2 separate regions of the Rattus norvegicus genome follow, and region 2 is linked to region 1. A link is a contact called in public Hi-C data. All regions are on one chromosome and are shown on one strand. Each heading gives the region's core, a stretch centred on a gene start, on an enhancer-like site or on the middle of the called end of the contact. The rest is flanking DNA. Distances are from core to core; before and after follow the strand shown.

What was found. Hi-C and Micro-C count contacts between places; a contact is called where the count stands out from the background.
Region 2: a contact with region 1 is called in a Hi-C map of the A7r5 cell line, with 3 times the contacts expected there. The contact joins two enhancer-like sites. A contact is called at or near these places in 11 of 12 Hi-C or Micro-C datasets (the A7r5 cell line, Schwann cells, frontal cortex and 6 more) and 1 of 1 datasets of contacts at active chromatin or transcription factors (oligodendrocytes).

What each region holds. Positions count from the first base shown.
Region 1 is chr1:193,664,595-193,671,010 of GRCr8, reverse strand. The region is part of intron 2 of Ska2l1 (spindle and kinetochore associated complex subunit 2 like 1); the gene reads right to left. Among named protein-coding and RNA genes, the nearest start is that of Ska2l1, 11 kb to the right of the region's middle. Within about 2 kb of position 3,235, at least 6 of the 93 cell types and tissues checked have an H3K27ac peak or open chromatin away from gene starts, as enhancers often do. A contact at or near this core is called in the A7r5 cell line, where this site is marked.
Region 2 is chr1:194,381,203-194,387,618 of GRCr8, reverse strand. No RefSeq gene overlaps it. Among named protein-coding and RNA genes, the nearest start is that of Fgfr2, 100 kb to the right of the region's middle. Within about 2 kb of position 4,173, at least 50 of the 93 cell types and tissues checked have an H3K27ac peak or open chromatin away from gene starts, as enhancers often do. A contact at or near this core is called in the A7r5 cell line, where this site is marked.

The DNA.
Region 1 (6,416 bases), core at 1,986-4,485:
CAGTTCCCCATCCATAGCTAGAGTTGGTGGTAGGTGTCCCTTGTGGGGAACAGATCTGTGTCGAGTGCTTTGTGGGCCTTGGAAACCTATTTTTGGCAAGCCCAGTCCTTGTTCTATCAACTGGATTAAAAGATATTTCAGAATCAGCAGGATGGCTCAGCAGATAAAGGCACCTACTGCCAAGTCTGACACCTTAAGTTCAACCCCAGGACCTACATGGTGGAAGGAGAGAAATGGATCCCACAAATTGTCCTCTGACCTTCAGTATGCATTCTGTGGCCCATTCATGATGCACGTGCACACACACACACACACACACAAACACACACACACACACACGCACACACACACACACAGACACACACACACACACACACACAGAGGGGGAGAGAGAGAGAGAGAGAGAGAGAGAGAGAGAGAGAGAGAGAGAGAGAGAGTAAATATGTAATAAAAACTTTAAAATCAATTCAGTTAATACTGGAACCTTTCTCCTTAGCTGACCACAGACTTCTCATGTAGCCAAGGATGACCTTGAATTCCTGACATCTTGCCTATAGCCTCCCCAGTGTTGGGATCACACCTGGCTTTTATAAAGTGGATGAAGAAGTATGGGGATCGACCCTGAGGTAGAATACTGTGGTATGTAAAGACATTGAATTCAACATGAATTCCGTGCATTTAGGGGTTTTCACTACTTGTCTCTGAAAAAGACAAGTAGTCTTTACCCCTCTGCAGGACCTGGAGTCCCACATCAGCCTGTGCTCACCAAGCTGCCTGAGGACAGGTGGGGTCCCAGGCAGGAAGCCCTTCTGTTTGCTCCTGTTATGGTCTTGGTTAAGTCCATGCCCAGCTGATAGCCTCTCCTTTTTGCTTTTAGGATCCTTCCTCCCATTTTCCTCCTTTACAGGTAAAAGGAGAGTGAATTCACTTTCAGGTAGAATAATATACCTTAAGCTATATAGTCACTGATAAATCCCTGCTTAAACCACCAGGAAGTCAGTTCCAGCATTTGTTCCTTTTCTAGAGAAGGGCCCTCTAGGTGTGATTGTGCAATTTTTTTCTGCAATATTGCACAAACCAAAGTCCTTTCTAGGGGTCCATGGGAGCCCTTATCTTTCTGCATAATCCTCCTGTCTGCTGCTACTGGCTATGAGGAGATACTTTAGTCCCAGGGCCTTCCCATGGTTCCTCCTCATCCTGCTGCATAGCCCTGGAGGTACACCTGCAGCCCTCAGTCTCCTGACCTGGGCTGAGCCCAGCAGGTGCTGCAGCCTGGGGCACCCACCACTGCTCAGCAGCATTCCTGTGTACCTCACCTCCCAGCTGGCCCAGACAGGCGGCTCTCCCAGCTAGCTCTGCATACCTTAGCAGAAGCAGGCAGCTCAGGCCTGTCCTTGTCCTGGGATGGGCCTGTTTGCTGCCTCATGTGATAGCTGTCCTGTTAATGTGCAGAGCATTAGATGTACAACTGGATGCTGCTCTGAATTCTTTGGCAGACAGGTCCCTTGTGCCCAATGAGCATGAGGCAGAGCCACTGAGCTGGCCAAGGAGGAGAGCTAATTAAGTTGTCAGCCTCCCAGAGCCCCAGCTGGGTTGTAACGTGCTCTCTGATCCCAACATCACCTTAAGCACTCAGAGGAAGGAGGAAATGGGGGTTGGGAGGAAGAGAGGGTTGAAAAGCTGATCATGGCTTCTCTGGTGAGTTTCCACATAACTCGCGCATGTACAGGATGGCGGAAGATCATCCTCCTTGAAGAGAGGAACTGAAAACTGTGCCGGATTCTGCCCTGTGGTCTTGGGAGCTCCAAGGTCCCCGAGTTCAAAGGAAGCCGGCTTTAGTGCTTTAAAGAATATCCTGCCAAGTGTGATTCGGGGAGGCCACCTTGCCTCTCTGTCTGTAGAGATGCTTTACTCGCTAGCCAAACTCATTGATGCTGCAATCCAGTGTGGTACTTGGGGCGCCTTTCTCTGCTTGGGTGTCAAAACATTCCAAGCATGGGGCTTTGCCATTAAAGACAGCAGGAAGGGTTGTAGTCTGATGTCCAACCTGAGACTTAAATGCTGGACCCTGGCCTGTGTGTGTGCACGCGCGTGAGTGCATGCGTGCATGTGTATGTGCATTTGTTTGCATGTGTGTGTGCGTGTGTGTGTGCATGCACGCGCACATGTATGCTTGCAGGTACATGACTGCATACAGGTGTGAGTACATATGTGTCTGCAGAAGCCAGAGGACGTCGTCAGTTTCAGTTCCTCATAATCCATCCTGTTCTGTGAGGAAATAACTCTCACTTTTACCTACATCTCACCAATTTGACTGCCGACTAGCCAGTAAGCCCCAGGGATCCACTGTCTTTGCCTCTTTCGAGCTGAGATTACAAGTGTGGGCCACCATGCTCAACTAGTTTTAAACATAGGAACTGGGCATTGAACACTTAGGTCTTTGTGTGTGCAGGGCAAGCACTTGCTAAGCCATCGACGATCTCATGACACACACTCTTTTAGGCAGTAAGTCTTAACCTTTAGATCCAACTGTCCAGTGTGACACACAGGCTAGGAAGGATCGATACTGCAGCCAGTCTTAAAGACAGGCGTGACCAGTCGACCCAGCATCCCAGCCTGTACCTCCTACAGTACAGTGTTCAAACAGTAGCCTAGAAGGAAAAAGCCAAGCAGATGCGGACCTGTCAAGCCTCATCCTAAGAGGCTGAGGCGAGGGAAGGATGCTACTGGGAAAGGAGTGAAGCCTGAACTCAGCTCCCACGAACACCTATGGCCATTGTTGGTTTTTTTGTTCGTTTGTTTACGACTAGAAAACCCAGGTTGCATGTAGAACACTTCACTGCCCCGAAGCAAAATTACAAGCAGCTTGTTTCCTGTCTACAAGGCAACATCTGCTAAGTTCATCCCACACAGCCCTGGGCCTTGCTGACAATGGACCAAGCTCTGGGCAAAGTGCATGCTCTCCCAACCAGCACACTCCCCAGACAGCCACGCTGCCAAAGAGTAGCCATGCGATTTTTGCTCAGGCATTGAAGAAAACCAGATAATATTAGGCTCAATCCAGCTTAGACAGGGGCTTATTTCTTCTAAAAACAGAGAAGGAGACAGACAAAATTCCTGCCCGAATCTGTTAGCCCTGGCCTTGTGGCCAAATCCCAAGAATTCTGCCCTGGCTGGGAAGACTAAGAACTCAGCACTTCTGAGAAAGGGGGATTTGGGCCAGGGACTCCACCCCACATTCCTGGTCTCAGAATGGCAGCAAGATGCGTCAGAGGGAACAGGCCCCGCCAGGGCATTCTGAGTCTGTGGAAAGAAGCTAGGTGACCTGGAGATTTATTTTTCTTTCTTTTTTAATTATTATTGCAAGATTTTTAATAATTCCACAGTTGGGCAGGACATGCAGAGATTTGAACTTACAAAGTTCAATGGCAGGAGAGACCTCACCTCATACAGAGGAGGATGGTGCCTAAACACCAACAAAGGAGACCGTTCTGGGTCTATACACATGCACACACACATTAGAATAGTGCCTGATGTAGAGTAAGCATCCTGGAAACATTCATTGTAAAAATAACGTTTTCCTAGTTACAAAAGGGAAACAAATTTTGAAAGCACAAATGAGGGAAGGGATACAGTTGAATTCATCCGCTATTTCAATTCATAGACATGGTACCTTATTAAAGTACGTCTTCTGGAATCTTCTATCCATAAACCAAGTGTGTCTGCATCTCATACCCTAATTAAGCTCTTTTTTTACTCACAAGTAAGTATTACTGTGTGTGTGTGCATGCGTGTGTGTGTGTGTGTGTGTGTGTGTGTGTGTGTACTAGCTTGTAGTTACTCCTCGGTAGTTACTGGCATCTAATTTGCATATAATCTGCATGTTTCTTCCATACATTATAACTTATCCCTATATTGCTTACAGTGACTAATGCAATATAAGTGATAGATATTACATTGTGTTGTCTAGAGGATATCAAGAAAAAACAATATGTGCATATATTCAATGCAGTTGCAAGGGTTTTTTTTTCCTTCAAAATGTTTATATGTGTACGATGTGTGTTAGCATATGTACCACAGAGCATTTTTTGAGGGAGGACAGAGAGCATCTCAGGTGCTGGTCCTTACCTTCTGCTTTACTTGAAACAAAATCTTCTTATTTGTTTCACATTTGGGGCTTGTGCAAGCCTGCATATACGTGTCACAGTATACAGGTGAAGATCGGAGGACAACTTGCGGAAGTTGGTCCTCTTCCTTCCCCCGAGTGGATTCCAGGGATCAAATTCAGGTCATCCCACCTGGCAGCTAGCAGCTTTATCCACTGAGTCATCTCACCAGCCCCGGGATTCTTATTGTTCACTGCAATGTATGCCAGACTTACTGGCTGAAGAGCTTCCGGGGATTCTCCTGTGTCCCTGTCCCATCATACTGTGGTGTTACAGATGTGTGCTACTGTCCCCAGCTTTACGTGGGTCCTAGGGATTTGAAGAAACTCGGGTCTTCAAACTCGTGTAGAAAATGCTCTACCTGCTAAATCATCTTCCCAGCCCCCAAATACGTTTGATCTGGAGTAACTGCACGAACAAGTGCAGGACCAGCGGGTAGACAATATTTTCATTTCACAATGTTTTGTATTAGTAGATACTCAGCAATTTGTTCTTCTCGTGGCTGCAACAGTGTTTCATTGTGCTAGAAGCTGCAGCTCAGTGAGCGTCCTCCTATGTAGCTAGTAACTCATTTAGTTGCAATTCACCCTCCACCCCCAGAAAGGAGGAATGGCTTTCACCCTGAGGTCTCTTCTGGTCCCCCCCTAAAAAAAACATGTGGTTGGTCCTCACTATTTATAGAGTCTGTGTTTGCAAATTCATTTACTCCCAATAATTAATTTGCAACCTTAAAATCAAGACTTATTCGTAATTAATAGCACTCAAGTGCAAAACAATGAGAACTCTGGGGCTACCAGCACATGCACAGCTGGCAGAGACTTGGTGAGGTGATAGCCAGTCCTCTTGCTGCAGCTTTCTTAGGTGTTCTTTCACATGCTAGTCAGACATATACTTTTCTGCATTTTTCACGGCAACTCGACTGTTGAGAAGGCCTGTCCCCAACCCTGTCCCCCGCCCTGTACTGCTGAAAGACTTTCTAATGTTCCTGGTGCACCAAGACTCTGAATCGACTTACAGAAAAGCACAAGCTCTGTTCAGGCACAAGTTATAAGGCCTCTGGCCTTGAGTTCAGCACCAGTGAAAGAGTACATAATAAATAAGGTGCCTTTCAACAGAGGCGTGCATAAGGCAAACCTGTGTATTAATCAGTGGGCAAAAGCGCAGAGAGGAGAGGCTCAGAGGATCATCTAGCCCCACACCTCTGCTGGGAGCAATGGCTTGCCTTTGCTAATAGCTCTCTAGAGAGACTCTACTCAACATAATTGCTTCAGCATAGGAATTGTTTCCACAGCAGGGACCGTCTCCTCGGGCCAGTGAGATGCACAGAGAAGGAGCTTCTTGCTTTCCTTCTTCCTGACTCATGTAAAGTCACACACCATAACCAAGATTCTCCACCAGCCAGCTAGAGTTCGGAGCTCCCATAGCAGCACTTCTTCACTGCCCCATATCTCAACACAAGACTGACCTTCTTTGGGGAGCTCTCCTGGCTTCCGGCCTTTCCTGCTTATGAAAGGGTTATGGTTTGATATCAGATTTCAGCAGCAGACAAAAACTCTTCCTTTTACCTGTCCTTGCTCTGAACTTATAGGTGGGTGTGTGCATACACCACCTAAGCTTACACACCGATGGTGCAGAATTCATCTCAGGATCAGCGACAAGTGTGGCCTTAGCTCATTAGACACTCTATGCATGTTCATGATCCTGAAAAAGACCAATAGAGCATATAACAAACAAAGATTACAGATATCAAGTACCTCGTGTGTCCAAAGGGAACATCATTCACTGGCCATTAATGGTCTATTTAGATCTGAGAATCTATTTTCCCCAAAGCAGAAGAAAGGAGGAAATGCCTTCCTCCAGTGAGGCAGTGTCTCACCACTGGGTCGCACAAGTGATGTCCTGCAAGGATGGGACACCCAGCCTGTCCCTGTGAAAACTCTGCCAGCTCCAGGCCATGGCTGATGCAGAAGTCCTTAACAGTGAGGCCAGGGGTTGGGGATTTAGCTCAGTGGTAGAGCGCTTGCCTAGCAAGCACAAGGCCCTGGGTTCATTCCTCAGCTCAAAAAAAAAAAAAAAAAAAAAAAAAAAAAAAAAAAAACCAGTGAGGCCAAGCTGGATGAACTGCAGTACCTAATAGACCCTAATAGCCTTAGAGCCTACGCATAAAAAAGGCTTATTTTATGCCCATGGTGAGTTGGTCAGGGCTGCAAGACAGCACAGGGTTTATGCAATGTCATCCACATGGTCACT
Region 2 (6,416 bases), core at 2,924-5,423, 720 kb before region 1:
CCTGCTTTTCTGTCTGAGTGACTGTTGCTGCCCTGCTTTTCTGTCTGTGAGTGACTGTCGCTGCCCTGCTTTTCTGTCTGTTCTTGAGAGGCATATGGTGGTGTTTTCACAAAATTTTATTATCTTAGAAAGAAGCCCAGCAAAATAACCAGAGTGTGGCTAAGGCGTCAGCTTCTACAGTAGCTAGTGGCTCTGCTTGAAGCAATGCTTCCAATAACCCACTTTAGGTAGAAAAAGTTGGAAAATAAAGGAATCTGATTGAGAGGGAATATCTGGAGCACAAATAGCTTCATTATAAAGGTGGGTGGTTTGGTCTTGGTTTGGCTTGGGTTTTTTCCTATTACCTGGTTTATGTTCTATTACCTGGTTTGTTTTCTAAGCCATTTTGGTGTGGATTATTTAAGTATGGTCAGTAAATGATGATTTGTATCTGTATCTGCGTCATCTCTATCTGTCTCGTCTTTGTCTCAATCATCTGTAACTGTCTCTGTACCATCTGTCTGAATCATGCTTCTCTAGCCATTGCACCATCTGGAGCATTGATCATCTCATAAAGAGGGGCTAAGAGCATAGCACAGACCTGTGCTGTTGTGGAGAATTGAGGATCCCTCTTGGCATTCTAGACCAACTAGTGACTTCCGGGTCAGCGAGAGACCTTGTCTCAAAACACAAAGTGGGTAGCCATTGAGGAAGATAGAAGTTGACCTCTGGCCTCTGTACACACACACACACACACACACACACACACACACACACACACACGTGCACAATTGAAAACAAAATGACCTTTTACTGACTAAAATGTGTAAATAACTAAGGCTCACTGGAATGCTTTACCCAAAGGACTGTGGAGTAGGCCCCTGGTGGAGGGGAAGGAGCGTGGGTTTGGTGGAAATGTTTCTCGTGGAAATGTGAACGTGAACAACTGGACGTGACAAGCTCATGGATAGACACACAGCATGCCTGGCCACCCACTGCTCTGTGTACAAAAACACCACCCCGCTGTACATGATACTGTGGATACCCGTGGATGGGAGGCTGGGCAGCCATGCCTTCTGATTAAGGCAAGAGCAAAGACTGGAAAAGTCACATCAGGAATAGCAGGGGAGCCTGGACTGGCAATTTGCTCAGCAGGGAAAGGCTCTTGCCTCCAAGGCTGGTGATCAGAATTTGTTCCGTGGGACATACATAATGGAGAGAACTCAGCTCCTGCAAGATCCTCTGACATTCACGTACACGGTGACACATGTGGACATGCATGTGCAAACACTAAAAGTAAATAAAAGTGGAATAACAGCCAAGCAGCAGTGGTGAGGCCAGTCTGCTCTCATAGAGTGAGTTCCAGGACAGCTAGGGCTATACAGAGGGACCCCGTTGCAAAAAACAAAAAACAAAAAAAAAACAAAAAAAACAAAAAAAAAGCCATTTGGCTGAGAAAGGCTCAAAGCCCCTCCCCACCTGGGCTTCATTCAACAATCAGAGCATGCTCAGGCTTTTTATTTTTTTGCAGGAAAGGTTGAAACTCTTCCAGACTGGCCTTCATCTAATGAACAGAGCGTATGGACAGTGCATGCTCTGTCACATCGGGGTGGGGTGGGAGCTGAAGTGTCTGCAAAGGGCCGTGCTTCTGGAGCTTTCCCCAGAGCTCACTAGCCCTCTCCTCTCCTTGGGAGTGTTTTCCTTTCCTTAGTAACCCACTTTTCCTTTGGACAGCCTCGTTCTTTCTCTGAAGCCCTCTCTTCCACCATGCATCCCTCTCCAGTGCTTGGGTGTGCAGTTGTCTTGGGCCCTAGCACAAATAGGCCTGACTTTCTTACTACTATTCTCCCTCTCCCCTCCTGCAACTGACTTATGCTGTTGCCTTTTCTCTCGCACTCTAATAAAGTGTCCTTAGTAGTAGAATGTGGTTGTGTTACTGGGGCATTCAGGGTTCCCTTTTGTGTAGTCAGTTTTACCATTTCTGTCTTGTGGGTCCTGGGGGTTTTACACTCAGGCCATCAGGTTTGGTAGCAAGTGTAACCACTGGCTTTGCACCTGCTCCCCAGTTCCCATAACGACTTGGAGACTATTGATGTATGATTAAGTGCCCAGGCCATGAGCTTGGGCTTGTTCCCTGACTAGCCGGTAACTTCTGTCACCTGCTTATTCTGTTCTATGTGTGACACATGGATGGCTGCTTCTTTTCTGCTTCAAACATCTGTCTCCTCCAAGTCCAGGCGGTGAACCTCCTGTGTCTGACTCCCAGAATTCCCCTCTCTCTCTGCTGGATGTTCCACCTTCTAATCCTGCCTCCGCTCATTGGCTATCAGATTTTTATTGACAGGTGATCCTTTCAGTCAGTACGTGAGAGATTCTGTAAGCAAGTGCGTATTACTGAGCTATCTCAACCACCCTCAAAAAATTTTTATTTTTATTTTATGTGTATGGGTGGTATATATATATACATATATTCATAAATAATGTTAAATAACATAATATATCACATGATATATATATAATATATATCATATTGTGTCATATATACACATATACATATAATGTATATGTCACATGAGTGTCTGGTGCCCCCTGAGGTCAGAAGCAGCCATTAGCTTTCCCTGTGACTAGAGTTACACATTTGCGATCTGCCATGCGGGTGTTAGGAATTAAGAGCAGTAAGTACTCTTAACCAACGAGCCATTACTCTGTCCCCCATCCCCTTAAAATTCTTTTTTGAGGCTGCATCTCTTGTAGCCCAGCTGGCCTTGAACTTGATATCCAAGAAGGGTGGCCCTTAAGTTTCTTCTGCCTCTACTTCCCCAGTGATGGGGCTTCAGATCCACACACCTCATTTGTGTTTTGCTGTGCTGCTGATCAGGGCTTTGTGTATGCCCCACTGTCTGATCTATACCCCCTTAGGCCCTAAATGAAGTCTTAAAATTTTTATTTTTTTATGACTATGTGTGTGAGAGAGTGTATTTTCACCTTGTGCACACAATGCCCATGAAAGCCAGGAGAGGGCACCGGACATCCTGGAACTGAAGTTAAAGCTGATGGCTTCAAGCCACCAAATGTGGGTGCTGGGAAGTGACCCCAGCTCCCCTGCAAGTGCAGCACGTGCTGTTAACCATGGACCCATTCCTCCAACCGTTTCACAAAAACTAAAGTGTTAAGCCTGTCGTTATTCCAATGTTTGGGGCCTTAACCATCTCAAATGGCCCTTGAGCACATGGTCCTTTCAAGCTATTTCAGGCTAATCAGATAGCTAACATTGTTGAGCTGTCCAGGAAATGGTTAAAAACGCATTCACTATAACCTCAGAAACACCCAGTGCCATTTAAACATTGCCATTCAGAGTCATTTGAGAAATAAGAAGCTTCTGTTACTGGATAATTATAGTTATCTGCAAGTTCACAAACTGAAGCAGGTCTCAGAGACCATGTAATTAGGATCCATTTCAAATAGCCCTTCACAAAGAACAGACCAGTGTTAGAATGGTAAGCACTTACTGATGGCTGTCTTTCCCTAATAGAACACGCATAAACAATTATCCACAGGAGCCCAGGCAGCGCCTTCCTCTGGGGCACCTCGGCATGGATCCCTGTGGCATAATGGGTCGGGGAGGATAAAATGAGCTTAGGGCCTCATACAGTTATGCATATTTTTGTTTGTTTTGTTGGAGACAAAACCAGCCAACAGGCCGTCTGGAAAAATCAGCCCCATTTCATGGGCTGTGGGATTGCCTTGCTCAGCAGGTTGCTATATTCGAACTGAAAATGCCTGCGACTGTTTCCAGCTCGCCCCCGACTGTTCTTGCTTTCTTCCCTTTTCTGTATTATTCATCCGCAGGCAGGCATATTCTGGAGGAGGCGTTGCAGCTTGAGATTAGCGTTTCGCTGAGCCACCCAGGTTAGCCGAAAGCTGTATTAACTAGGTCGGGAAACCAGACTCATGCTTTTGGGATTGGAGGAGTGTCGTTGTGTAGTTCCATAGATGGCTGCTTAAATGGGCAGCCGAGGATGATCCTGGGGAAAACGGGTTTGTAACGGGTGTCCCCAAAGACTGCTTCTGTATTTAAAAGCCCCGTTTTCTGTAGCTTCGTTTGAGGTGAAGTCAGCTACGTGCTGCACTGGGCATCCAGCCTTTGGGGCAACGGGCCATCGGCATTGGCAGCAATGCTCTGCTCACAAGGGCACATGCTGCTCACCAGCTCCCCATGGGAGCTGAGCTAGAGATCTGTCAGCGGCCACTGTCCAGCAGAGAGGAACAGTGTCTTCCAGCATCAACAGGATGAGCTGCTGCGGGGGGAAGGCTTTCTGCCATCTTCTTCATTGTTCAGATAGGTCCTCACTCAGTTGACATTGGGTACAGAGTGAAGATTTTACTTTCTGCTCTTTCCCTTACATTTCCCCCAAAGCCACCAGGGGGCAGAAGGAGCTCCCTTGTTTGCTTTCTTTTTTCCCCCCTGACTTCTGACTGTCCATGCAAATGAGCACCTTTCGGTGGGTCTCACTGGGTCCGTGTTTTTAATATTAATTTTGATTCCCATGGCTTAGCTTGGCTTTCTTCAGACTTGGGTAGGTCTGAACGCATTCCTCTGCAGCTCAGGACTCTGGGATGAGGAATCTTCTTCAGTGGAGCGGAGCAGTCGTTACTGCTGGTCACGATTCTGTTGCCATCCCCTGTGGCATGCAGTGACATCCTCATTTCTGGTGCCCTCTGTACTTCAGCCTTGCTGGGTTAGGGCAGCCTGACCCCTTGGGATATGGATTTCAGTCGTCAGCTCTCAATCATTCTCCAACCACAGTGTACAGGTGCCACAGGGTTACCAGCACACCCTCTGTACCTCAGCAAGTCCTTACCATGTTTCCAGTGGGGATGAAGCCACCCACCCTGGCAGGCTTATCTTTCATTGTTGCACCCCATAATATCCATCCCAGCTGTCTCTCTCCACTCTGTCTTTCTTGATCCTCACTGAAGCATTTTCTCAGCCACCGGGACTGCATTTCTTCTAGCTCCACGAGTTCAAATCTCTGACGCCTACATCAGGCCTTTTCAGAAGCACCCCATTGTCTGTACTACCAAAACCCCTCCTTCCGTGGTCATTTCTTAGAGAGTCTAGGAAGTCAACATCACAGCTGGCACCATGGGAACGTTGCCTGTGAGTGTCTTTCACATGAGTGCAAGGCTGGGCTCATTTGGGAATCCTGTGCGTCATGTGAGTGCCAACATCCCAACATCCAGAATGCAGACTGGGTTTGCTCTCCCCTGACACAGCACTGGGGAATGTCTAGGAAGCATTCCCAAGAAGCGAGACCAAACTACACCACATTGAATTTCATAGGCTCTTCACGCATTAAGAATATCGGAAACACCCATAAAGGGAAATTGTAAATTTAAGGCATATAAAGGAATTTTACTTTATAACCCTAGGGAAGTACCAATCTGTTTGCTTTCAGTTGTGCAGTTACTAAGGATCATCTCCAAGGGGCGTGTCCTTTGTTCTGCCTGCTTGTGTGGTCACTCGAAGCCAGTAGGCGGATAGGTGAGCGGGAGGTCAGTAGGTACGCAGGCGACATGTGTCCACGCTGAGGGAGGGACCTCCATGTTCATCTGCTTGTCTAGGTGGTAGCAAGAGAAGGGACCAGACACAAGCTCCTACAAACAAAAGTGGACAAACCCCTGAGCAGGGTAGGGTACATATGAGGAGGGCATTTGGTTGTTGGTAGAACAATTGCTTTACATAATGAATTCCTGGCCTAATGAGTGTGGAAATCGGTACTTGTGAGCAGGCCTGTTTCAGGTTTGGTCTTTACTTCCACTACTACCATCACCATCACCAACAAAACATGCTTAAAAGGGATTAGCATAATCTCCACCTAATTTGGATGTTTTCTTCTTAAGTTCATGTTCATGAGAGCCAAGACATTCTAGCGGTGACGTCAAAGCTATTGGAGCTCTTGCTGACCACACTTCGCCCTGAGACAAGCCACTGACATCAACTGGAGATCTGGGTGGGAGGGAGGGAGGAAGGGAGGGAAAGAGGAAAGAAGGGAAAGAGGGAGAGAGGGAAATCTTGCCGGTCAGCCCCAACAGATGCAGAAGACAGCCTCAAACCCCCTGAGGGATTTTCATCCGATTCCACTTTCCCTCGGAACTTCTCAATGTCCTGCGATCCCTTGCTAATGTCTGGGACCGGGTGCTAAACAGTAACTGGCAGTTTCATTACTGTGTTGGTTAACTTACCCTAAAGTTCCATGGCCTCTTTGCGATTCTTATAGGAATGCCACTTTTCTTACTACTGAGACATTCAAGAGCAGGCCTGAGATGCCCCGTTCATTTCATTTGAGAGTTTGAGCACAGAGAGGAGTCCACATCGTCCAGTAAAGGTGCATGTCGTTTCCAGGTGTCCTGCAAGAAGGATGTGGTCCTAGGGC